Regions from separate parts of the Sparus aurata genome. Here region 2 is linked to region 1. The links are chromatin contacts, called in public Hi-C maps. All regions are on one chromosome and are shown on one strand. The core of a region is the stretch at or near the end of the contact, and the rest is flanking DNA. Distances in the headings are between cores, read along the strand shown.

Region 1 (4,611 bases), core at 303-2,802:
TTTTTAAAATATTTTTTGTCCCGAAGTATGAGACGCATTTCATTTGACTTTAATTTTCATGCACATGCATATATGAATCCATATCCCAATATCCCTAACTAATTGGGGGAAAAAAAGTAGAGTCATTTGTTTTTCCAATTGGTAGAAATAAGCATTTACACCTAGGACAGCAGTGGTTTATTTACATTACTAATTCATCTAACAATTACTTTTCAAATTAAACCATTTTTAAGTCTACAAGACCTCAGAAAAATGCACAGATGATTTAACTTAAAATCGTGTTAAACAGAAGGGCAAAAGAGCTTTAACAGGCTTATAGCTACCATTTTTCAATTCTGTAATTACCCTAACTGAAAAGTTGACTGCTTTTTTTACATTCAGTTGTCAAAGAAGAATATTTGGCACTTTGTTCAGTTACCTATTATCAGCGATTTTTCTGTCAGAATGTCATTCAACAAACCAATTTAAAAATGGGCTACTTTGGCTCTGATGCAGCATCCTCTCAAACATTTTCCCACCCACAAAAATATCGGACTGCCATCAAATCAGAGTTAGCAGCCTCTATAAAATCTGAATGTAGTTGCTGATTATTTTGACAGAGTTTAATTTTAGCTGCAATATCGGTCCCAAATATCAGTTTTCAGTCTCTTGATTTCTAATAATTGGTATCGACCCTGAAAAAGCCACATCTGTCGACCCCCATTACTTCTATCTGAAGAATTACCACCTTGTTTTCTTACATTTAGAGGCCAAACAATGACCCGTATCAAATACACGTAATACACACAGCACAAGGCAACAACCCCCAATCTTTAGTTCCTAGCAGTTTTCTTGATAACGTTAACAGACTTAATCAATTAAAAGATCGCCGAAGCTGCTGCGATTAATTACCTGCCCACATGTCCGTCGGCTAACAGCTTGGGTTTATTGTACCATGGTTTTAAATGTGTACTAAACGCCTACCATAAACACACAGCAGGCGAATAATCAATAACATTCTACGTCCCTCACGCCAGAACGTCACCGCTGAGGGGAGTGACAGACCTCTGCTGCTGCATTCACTGAAGGCGCGGGCAAACGTTATTAGCATTAGCATGCCGTGCAGTGAGGCCTACTCAACACTAACAGGCCTCAATAAGAACCGGCGAGAGAAAACGGGTTACCCACTAAAAGTTCACAATACTCACTCAGGTGGGAACAGTTTGAGCTCCTCTATGTTTCCGAGGAATCCGAAGAGAGTCCTCATTTGTTCGGATGTTGTGCTCGGGGACACATTTGTCACCTGAATGACGTGCGTGTTGGAATTCATTTTCGCGAGTGCTAATCAAGCTAGCTAGCTTTACGCTAGCAACGTGCCTGAATAAAACAAAAAAAGACGAGCTGGGTAACGTTTACGACCGAAAGAACATCAAGCGAACACAAAAGCTAGCATTGTTAGCTTAGGCGGAAGGTGTTCGACATTTGCTGCGGACGAGAACACAACGGCCGCGAGCGGAGAGCAACAATGCCGCTGCCCAAAATGTCGTGAGGCAGGGATGCTGCGTTCACGTGCAGTTTTGAAGCACGTACTTCTGAAATTTAGCCGCGCAAATATGGAGGATCACAAGTGATGCGGAAATAGTAATAAAGCATTTAACTAATTGCACAATAAATACAGGCATTAATATATGTATAACTGCTGGTGTAGAAACACACTGACTATTTGACACGTCTCTGCAACTCCACCTGTCCTTTGGTTGAGTTGTTAACATGTTTTCCAAAGAATGATATTAGACATCAGAACTTTGACATACAGAAATATTTGTTTTATTCTTAAATGCTGAGTAAGTGTACACATGTAATTCAAACTGTAGAATATTAACCTCTGGCAAAGAAAAAGATCTACAAGGGCTCGTTCACCCAAAATACAATTTATGTTATCAGCCAATTACAGTAAACTTAAATATGAGAAAGTAAGATGAACACTATGGTTATGAATGCACTGAGAGTTGTAAAGTTGAGAGATCTTTGTTTTATTGTTGTGATGTGTTGTTTTTGTTTATAATCCTGTGGACATGTTTGTGTTTGTATTTTCCTGGGTGAGACCAGAGACAATATTCCTGCTCCGACTAGACAATAAAGTTATTCTATTCTTATACTTTATTCTAAATGAACTACGACAAAGAACAGACCAGAAACAAGGAAATCTATGATAAGATTACATTAATTTACTGCCAAGTTTCAGACATTTCTGAATCGTTTTCTGTATATACACTGCTCAAAAAAATTAAAGGAACGTTTTTTTATTGGGTATGGCATGAGGTTAATTGAACCTGTCTGATAATGATCTGGTCGGATAAGTTGCAGAGGGCATTGTTTATCAGTTTCAGCTGTATTGGTGTTGATGGAATTAACAACAGGGGCACTAGAGTGCCAACAATGAGAAAACCCCCATGTGGTTCTGCATGTGGAGGTCATTTCAAGTTTCTCCCTCTTGATCTTTTTTGGCTGGTTTTCCACTAGTGCTGGTTTTGGCCAGAGTCATTATCACATTATCACCCAGCACAATCTCCAGATCATGGAGGAGATTTCAGGAGACAGGATGTTACTCTAGGAGAGCTGGACAGGGCTGTAGAAGGTCCTCAACCCATCAGCAGGACCGATATCTGCTCCTTTGTGCAAGGAGGAACAGGTTGAGCACTGCCCGTGCCCTACAGGATGACCTCCAGCAGGCCACTGGTGTGAATGTCTCTGCCCAAACAATCAGAAACAGACTTCATGAGGGTGACCTGAGGGCACGACGTCCTGTAGTGGGCTCTGTGCTCACCGCCCAGCACCGTGGAGCTCGATTGGCATTTGCTAGAGAACATCAGAATTGTTAAGTCCGCCACTGGTGCCCTGTACTTTTCACAGATGAGAGCAGGTTCACCCTGAGCACCTGTGATGGACGTGAAAGAGTCTGGAGAGGACAAGGAGAACACTATGCTGCCTGCAACATCGTTCGGCATGACAGGTTTGGTGGTGAGTCAGTGGTGGTCTGGGAAGGCATATCCATGGAGGGACGCACAGACCTCTACTGGCTAGAAAATGTCAGTCTGACTGCCATTAGGTATCGGGATAAAATCCTTGAACCCACTGTCAGACCCTACGCTGGTGCAGTAGGTCCTGGGTTCGTCCTGATGTACGACAATGCCCGGCCTCATGTAGCAAGAGTATGCAGGCAGTACCTGGAGGATGAAGGAATAGATACAGTTGAATGGCCCTCACGATCACCTGACTTAAACACGATAGAACACCTCTGGGACTTTACGTTTCTGTCCATCAGGCGCTGCCAGGTTACTCCTCAGTCTTTACAGGAGCTAAGGGAAGCCCTTACACAGATCTGGGAGGACATCCCACAAGACACCATCCACCGTCTCATTAGGAGCATGCCACGACGTTGTCAAGCATGCATACAAGCACGTGGGGGCTATTGAGAAGATATTGAGAAGCATTTTGAGTTGCAGAAATTAAATTTTGGCAAAATGGACTAGCCTGCCACATCATTATGTCACTTTGATCTTCGGGGTGTCTATACAATTAAGCCCTCTGTAGGCTGAAAACTTTTATTTCCATTAAAAGATGTGGCATCCTTTTGTTCCTAAGACATTGCCCTCTCCATATCTGTATAGATATCTAGCATAATTTTTTTTCACATTGAGATGTGTTTTCAAAGTGTTCCTTTAATCTTTTTGTGCAGTGTGTATTCATATATTTATATATATATATATATATATATAAATCGAACTGCCAATTGTCCAACTGTACAAGAAGGCAGCATGGGTCGGAATACGGCTGACATCACAGTGGGTGTGGCTAAGGTTGCGTCACAGTATTTTGTTGCTAGCTAGCGGTTTTCTGCAAAGAGGGTTTTTTGGCATTTTTTCTTCTCGAAATCAAAAAGCCGTGCACATGCAGTCATAAATAAGAGAGGTCAAACAGCTCTGCTGTGTGCTCCGGCTCAACAAACAGCAGCGGAGTACAACTCAACGACACACGTCTCGGCGCAAAGTCGTCGCTTGCTAACTTAGCATCCTCGTTTGCAGCTTGCCATGTCAACAGGTTGCTCCGATGTTTCTCATGCAGAGATTTCAGTTGTAGAGAATTCAAGCAGCGTTAACAGTGTCGGTACATTTCAGTGTGACGTTTGCCAGCGTACTGTTGCATGAAGTGGAGGATTTACTGACGTGAACAACTCAGGGCAGCTTAATCCCCCGAGCAAGCTGTCAAGATGCAACTGCAGAGATCGACAACATGAGACGGGCAAGTTCCTTATTCTGGAAATGAATGATGTTATATGTGCAAGATTGCAATGGGATTTTAGACACAACAAGCGTCAGTGTTTAGGGCTCGACATTGTCATGAAATGTATGAAATCACTGCCTGCAGAGCTCTAGGAAATCCTTATTAAAGGCAATATAATATATGTAGAGGGAGACCAAGTGTTACTGGCCAGTACTACATAAAACATCTAAGGAGCACGTGTTTGTTGTTGTCAGACTGCTGATAACTAATTTAAAATTGTGCTTCTTTGGTTTTGGTGCAATATCCTCTCACCCCCCAATAACACCATCTGATTTGTAACACGCCACA
Region 2 (4,716 bases), core at 2,189-4,688, 160 kb after region 1:
AATCTGCACATAAACTTCAACAGCTTTAGATCATTTTCATTCTTTTTTTTATTCATTCATTCATAATTCTATGAGGTTCACATAACAAACCACATTTTTTCATTCTTTAAAAAATAACATATTTATACTTAAAACATCTTACTTTACATCTTAATACATAACAGTGTTTTTTTCTTTTGCACAGCAAAGATATGACATTTATGTCTCGGACAACATAACAACAAACATCGTTTTACATGAAGTCAGCATAATACTTGAGTGAATTCTACAACAGTGCAAAATAAAATAAATGAATAGGCTGTTGCAAAAAAGAAAAAAGAAAAAAGAAAAAGGCCCTGACAGGAAACTTTAGGAGGCCTGCTTAGACCCACTGAACCATTTAAGCGGGGAAGAAGGCTTTAAAAGAAGAAAGGGGGAGTGTTTTTTGGCTCATGAGGAGCATCTCTCAACAGAAAAATGCAATTTTCAAGAGAGAAAAAACTCAAGGTAAACAAGCTCGAGGCTACAACAAAATCCTCTTAAATAATAGAGATGGAATTAGTGTCTTGCGTCTGAAGGCGCACCGGGATCTTGTCGGTTCAACCAGACATCTCTCGAGCGGCACGCACTTGTTTTCCTCACATGTTCTCTTTGTTTACACAATATTAAAATATCATTCAGTAGCCTAACTGCGTGTCCAAGTCCTTGAGGATCGCCTCTGGATCATATCAGTTAGTCGTGGAGGCACCGATGAGACAAACAATCTCCAACAACGAGGCTGACGACAGAGGAAATGTTTTTTGTTTTTTTTTGTTTTGTTTTTTTCTTCTTGGGGGAGACAACAGAACATGTGCGTCAGGAATGCCTCAAAAGTATTCAGGCAATTTCCTGCACCTTTACCTCCTCGAACCCGTTGGTGAGCAGGGGGGGCTCCTGGTTGCTCTCTATGGAGGACTCGCTCCCCGTGCTCTCTCCAGAGAGAAGTCTGGTGACTCTCAGGTCAGCTTTCAGTGTCTGCACGTCGTTCCCTATGCTCATCTCTCCCAAGTCGTTAATAATCTGAGTCAACTCCTGTTTACCGTTGGCAACACAATCATTGTCCGTGTCCAGAATGTCCTCACACTCAAAGTGCATCGCTTTCTCCTCCTCCTCCTCCCCGACCAAGTCCTCAGTGATGGAGCCCAGCTTGGGCGCGCTCCGGCTGCGCTCCACCGGGGGTTTGTAGTAACACTGTCCGTTCAGCAGCTTCCTGAGGGGGACCAGCGGGATGGTTTGCTCCCCTATGAGCTGCTGCTGCTGGTGCCGGGCATCGTCCCTCCGCTTTAGTCTTTTAAACTCGGCCAAGGCTGTGGCCGAGGTCTGGTACAGCAGCAGCGCCATGGCTTTCGCCTTCTCCGGCTTGGACACCAGCACTGCGTGACAGCGCAGCATCACGGCCTTGTGCTTCATTTCGTGCCTGTAAATCCAGGCGAAGATCTTGGGTAGCCTCGGGTCCGCGACGCAGTAGGTTATCCGGTGCAGCAAGTACAAGTGTCCCGGCCTCCTGGCCTTGTCGTCCACATGCACCATCCGGATGCCCTGCGAGCTGATGGTCAGCCTCATCTTGGTGCCGTTCTTGCCCATTTCGCTCTTGCCCCAGATCTTGCTTACGGCGACGTCCGTGCAGCCGTCCCCTTTGGACTGGATGGTGGTGGCGTTGCCCAGGTAGAGCACCGTGTACGTGGGGTCCTCGCTGGTGATCTTCACCTTTTTCCTCTTGGACTTGAACATGCTGCCCACCCTGTTGAGCGCGCTCTCCGGGCAGGACTTGGCGAAGGACGTGAGCACGGAGTAGTTGAGACTCACCGCATAGCCCTTCTGCTTGGACTGCTTGTCTTCCTCAATCAGGTCGAACTTATTCTTCTTCCAAGGCAGCATTTTTCTTGCTGTTTCCAGTCAACAGCAACAAAGTCTAGAGAAAGAAAGAAATAAACTTTGGGTCACTACTAAATCCTAGAAGAGTTTCTCTCCCTGTCAGGTCATTTGTGGGCTAATCTATGGGAAGTGAACGCAAAGACAACGTACTTCATCTGTTTATCCGCTAAAGTCCTCTTTTCCATTGTGGTGTCCCCGCTTCTCTCTCAACGCAGTGCACAATAGAGTCTGCTGCGGGAAGACGAGCTTCAAAGATTATATACTGGGCTAAACCATTTCAGTGTGACAATAGGGGGGACTGAACCAAATGAGAACGGAACTGTTGTGGCTTGTGTAGGTGGTGTTCATTGATACAAAGCTGTCACCTTTGCCAGCCTGTGTATATATAGAGAGAAATATGTATGTATATATATATATATATATATATATATATATATATATATATATATATATATATATATATATATATATACATATGGAGTAGTAAATGATTATAATTATTTATTATAATAATTATAATAAATAATTATAATTATTTATAATAATGATAATAATCTTTATTTATATACCACCTTTACATACAGAGTTTCCCAAGTCAAGCCCAACAGTCAAGCCAAACCCAAGGAAGCCTGGGTGGAAACAAGAAGGCAGAAGTTATATATTATCTAAAAATGTAACTTGTGTTTCTCCCTCTGAAATCAAACCCAAAAAAATTACAAATATTAATGTTTTTGTTGTTGTTGTTGTTGTTGTTGTTGTTGTTTGTTCTTTGTTTTGTTTTTAGTATACCTTTTTAATATATTGCTACACACCATGTGTGTATTATTATTAATGTGGGTGCAATTATCATGTGCAATTGTCCTTCTTGGTCATATCTGCATATGAAAGAGGAACAGAGTCTTAATAGTCTTAAAGATATATATATTTTTTTATTTTGATTATTCTATTTCATCTATTTCGTCTTGTTTCATTTTTTTTTCATCAGTCACTGGGTCACTGTTTTTTTCCTCTGCTTTTGACTGGTTGGGCTGCTGTAACAAGTGAATTTTCCCAGTGAGGGATTAATAGAGTCTTTTCTATGTTCTATGTTCTATGTTTTTATATCACACTGAAATGCAATATTAACAAACGCTTTGATCTTACATGAAATTGAGAAATACAGAAATTAGATGTAAAGTATAAAAAATATTTTCTATGTCTGTCAGTTCATGATATTGGTAGGCTTTATGTAGAAGTAAGGGAGATAAGTCACTCTGATACACTGCTGGTTTATGCTGCCATCTTTTGGTTCATATCAGAACTGCATCTGTTGTTTGCTATTGGAGGAGGGGTCACTTACTACTTTGCGTAATACTTACTTTTGATTTTTGAGGTTTTAATTTATTGCAGAATTATATGTGGACTGTATTATTACTCGTTAGATTGTTACAGGACTACACGTTGGCATGTGGAACGAATGTAAGGGCTGTCCTATTTTCTTCAGAGCGCCTTTGATAGCTGGACAGAAAAGTGGACGGTACCATAGCAGCGTCGTTTAAATTGCTTAGAAGAAAGCAGCCATTAGCTCGTATTCGTAGAGGTGAAGTTCAGAAATTACATTAAACTCATAACCAATTCAACTAAAAGAAGGCTGTGAATGAATATCCAAGTAGTTGAGGTCGAGTCTTCCGGATTAGGTGAAACTCGATTGGTTTGTCCCACTTCCGGTTCTTACGACAACAACGCAGTGCACATGGGGTACAGACTGTAGCTAGCATCAAATAGTGTTTTACATTCTGTGCGATATTATAACAGAGGGGTTTTTTGTGACAACATCAGAAGTTATGGGTAAGAAGAAGGCCGGCGGAGGAGTCGGACTGGGTCGAGCTCTGATAAAAGAGAGACTTCAGGCAGGCCGAGGAAACAAGAGAGGCGACTCATGGGTATGACATGGCAACAACTAGCTTATATTAAACACGCTTTAACAAACCATAAAAGATAATTAACTCACCGTTCATACAATGATATCAAGTTCCAGTTCTCTGTCGATCATATATGAAATGCCACTCATCTATTCCCGTACACGGAGGTTTCGTCTGAGCTGTCAATAGTTCTGGAAAGTGTGGTTCTTCGCTCGCACCAAATTCGCTTAAGAAAATGTCATTTTATCACTGCTTTGCTTATCGCGGACGTGAAATGCATACATTAGTACTTTTTCGTAATAAATACGTTCCTGTGGTAAATTCGGCGTATAGGAGCATCATGTTTGCCGTAAAATCTCAATATTCGTAGAGCTATTAACCTACAAGACAATTTTTGGAACCACCGTGAGAGTATTTGGGCAGTACACAACAGAGTAAACGTATGTCTCCTCAAGCAGCCCGTGTGTATTGAGAAGCTTTTCCCTGAGGCACTTCTGTAACTTCTGTAGATTAACGTGTGGTTTGTCATTAACGTCATTAATCTTAAATATTTGCAGCTCCACACCAGTGAGCTGAATGATGGCTATGACTGGGGCAGGCTGAACCTGCAGTCAGTGACAGAACAGAGCTCCATGGATGACTTTCTGGCCACTGCCGAACTGGCCGGAACAGAATTTGTTGCAGGTAAATAAAACCTAATTTGATCAAAATAAAGTGCTTGAAATTTGCTACAAGTGGCTACAATTTTGATTTTGTAGCCAAAGGTTATCAGTATTTCTGCTAAATAAGCATGGCAAACTGTGCTCAAATACGAGCGAATCTCTGACACTAAGTTTTCTCATTTTTTCTTTTCAACTTGCTTTTCAATACTAGTTGGCACACAGCAAATGTTGTACATGTTAGTGCTCTGTTGAGATGATGC

What was found. Hi-C and Micro-C count contacts between places; a contact is called where the count stands out from the background.
Region 2: a contact with region 1 is called in a Hi-C map of skeletal muscle, with 6 times the contacts expected there. The contact joins the promoter of lsg1 here to the promoter of LOC115591804 in region 1. A contact is called at or near these places in 2 of 2 Hi-C or Micro-C datasets (skeletal muscle and an unstated tissue).

What each region holds. Positions count from the first base shown.
Region 1 is chr11:18,220,975-18,225,585 of fSpaAur1.1, forward strand. It overlaps LOC115591804 (serine/arginine-rich splicing factor 11), which reads right to left and starts at 1,553. Exons shown (of 12, transcript XM_030434127.1): 1 at 1,188-1,553. xxylt1 (xyloside xylosyltransferase 1) reads left to right here and starts at 3,806. Exons shown (of 5, transcript XM_030434434.1): 1 at 3,806-4,281.
Region 2 is chr11:18,378,173-18,382,888 of fSpaAur1.1, forward strand. lsg1 (large 60S subunit nuclear export GTPase 1) reads left to right here and starts at 3,439. Exons shown (of 14, transcript XM_030433745.1): 1 at 3,439-3,815; 2 at 4,352-4,478. The coding sequence starts at 3,717. It overlaps fam43a (family with sequence similarity 43 member A), which reads right to left and starts at 2,136. Exons shown (of 2, transcript XM_030433746.1): 1 at 2,044-2,136; 2 at 63-1,930. The coding sequence starts at 1,896. The coding sequence ends at 856.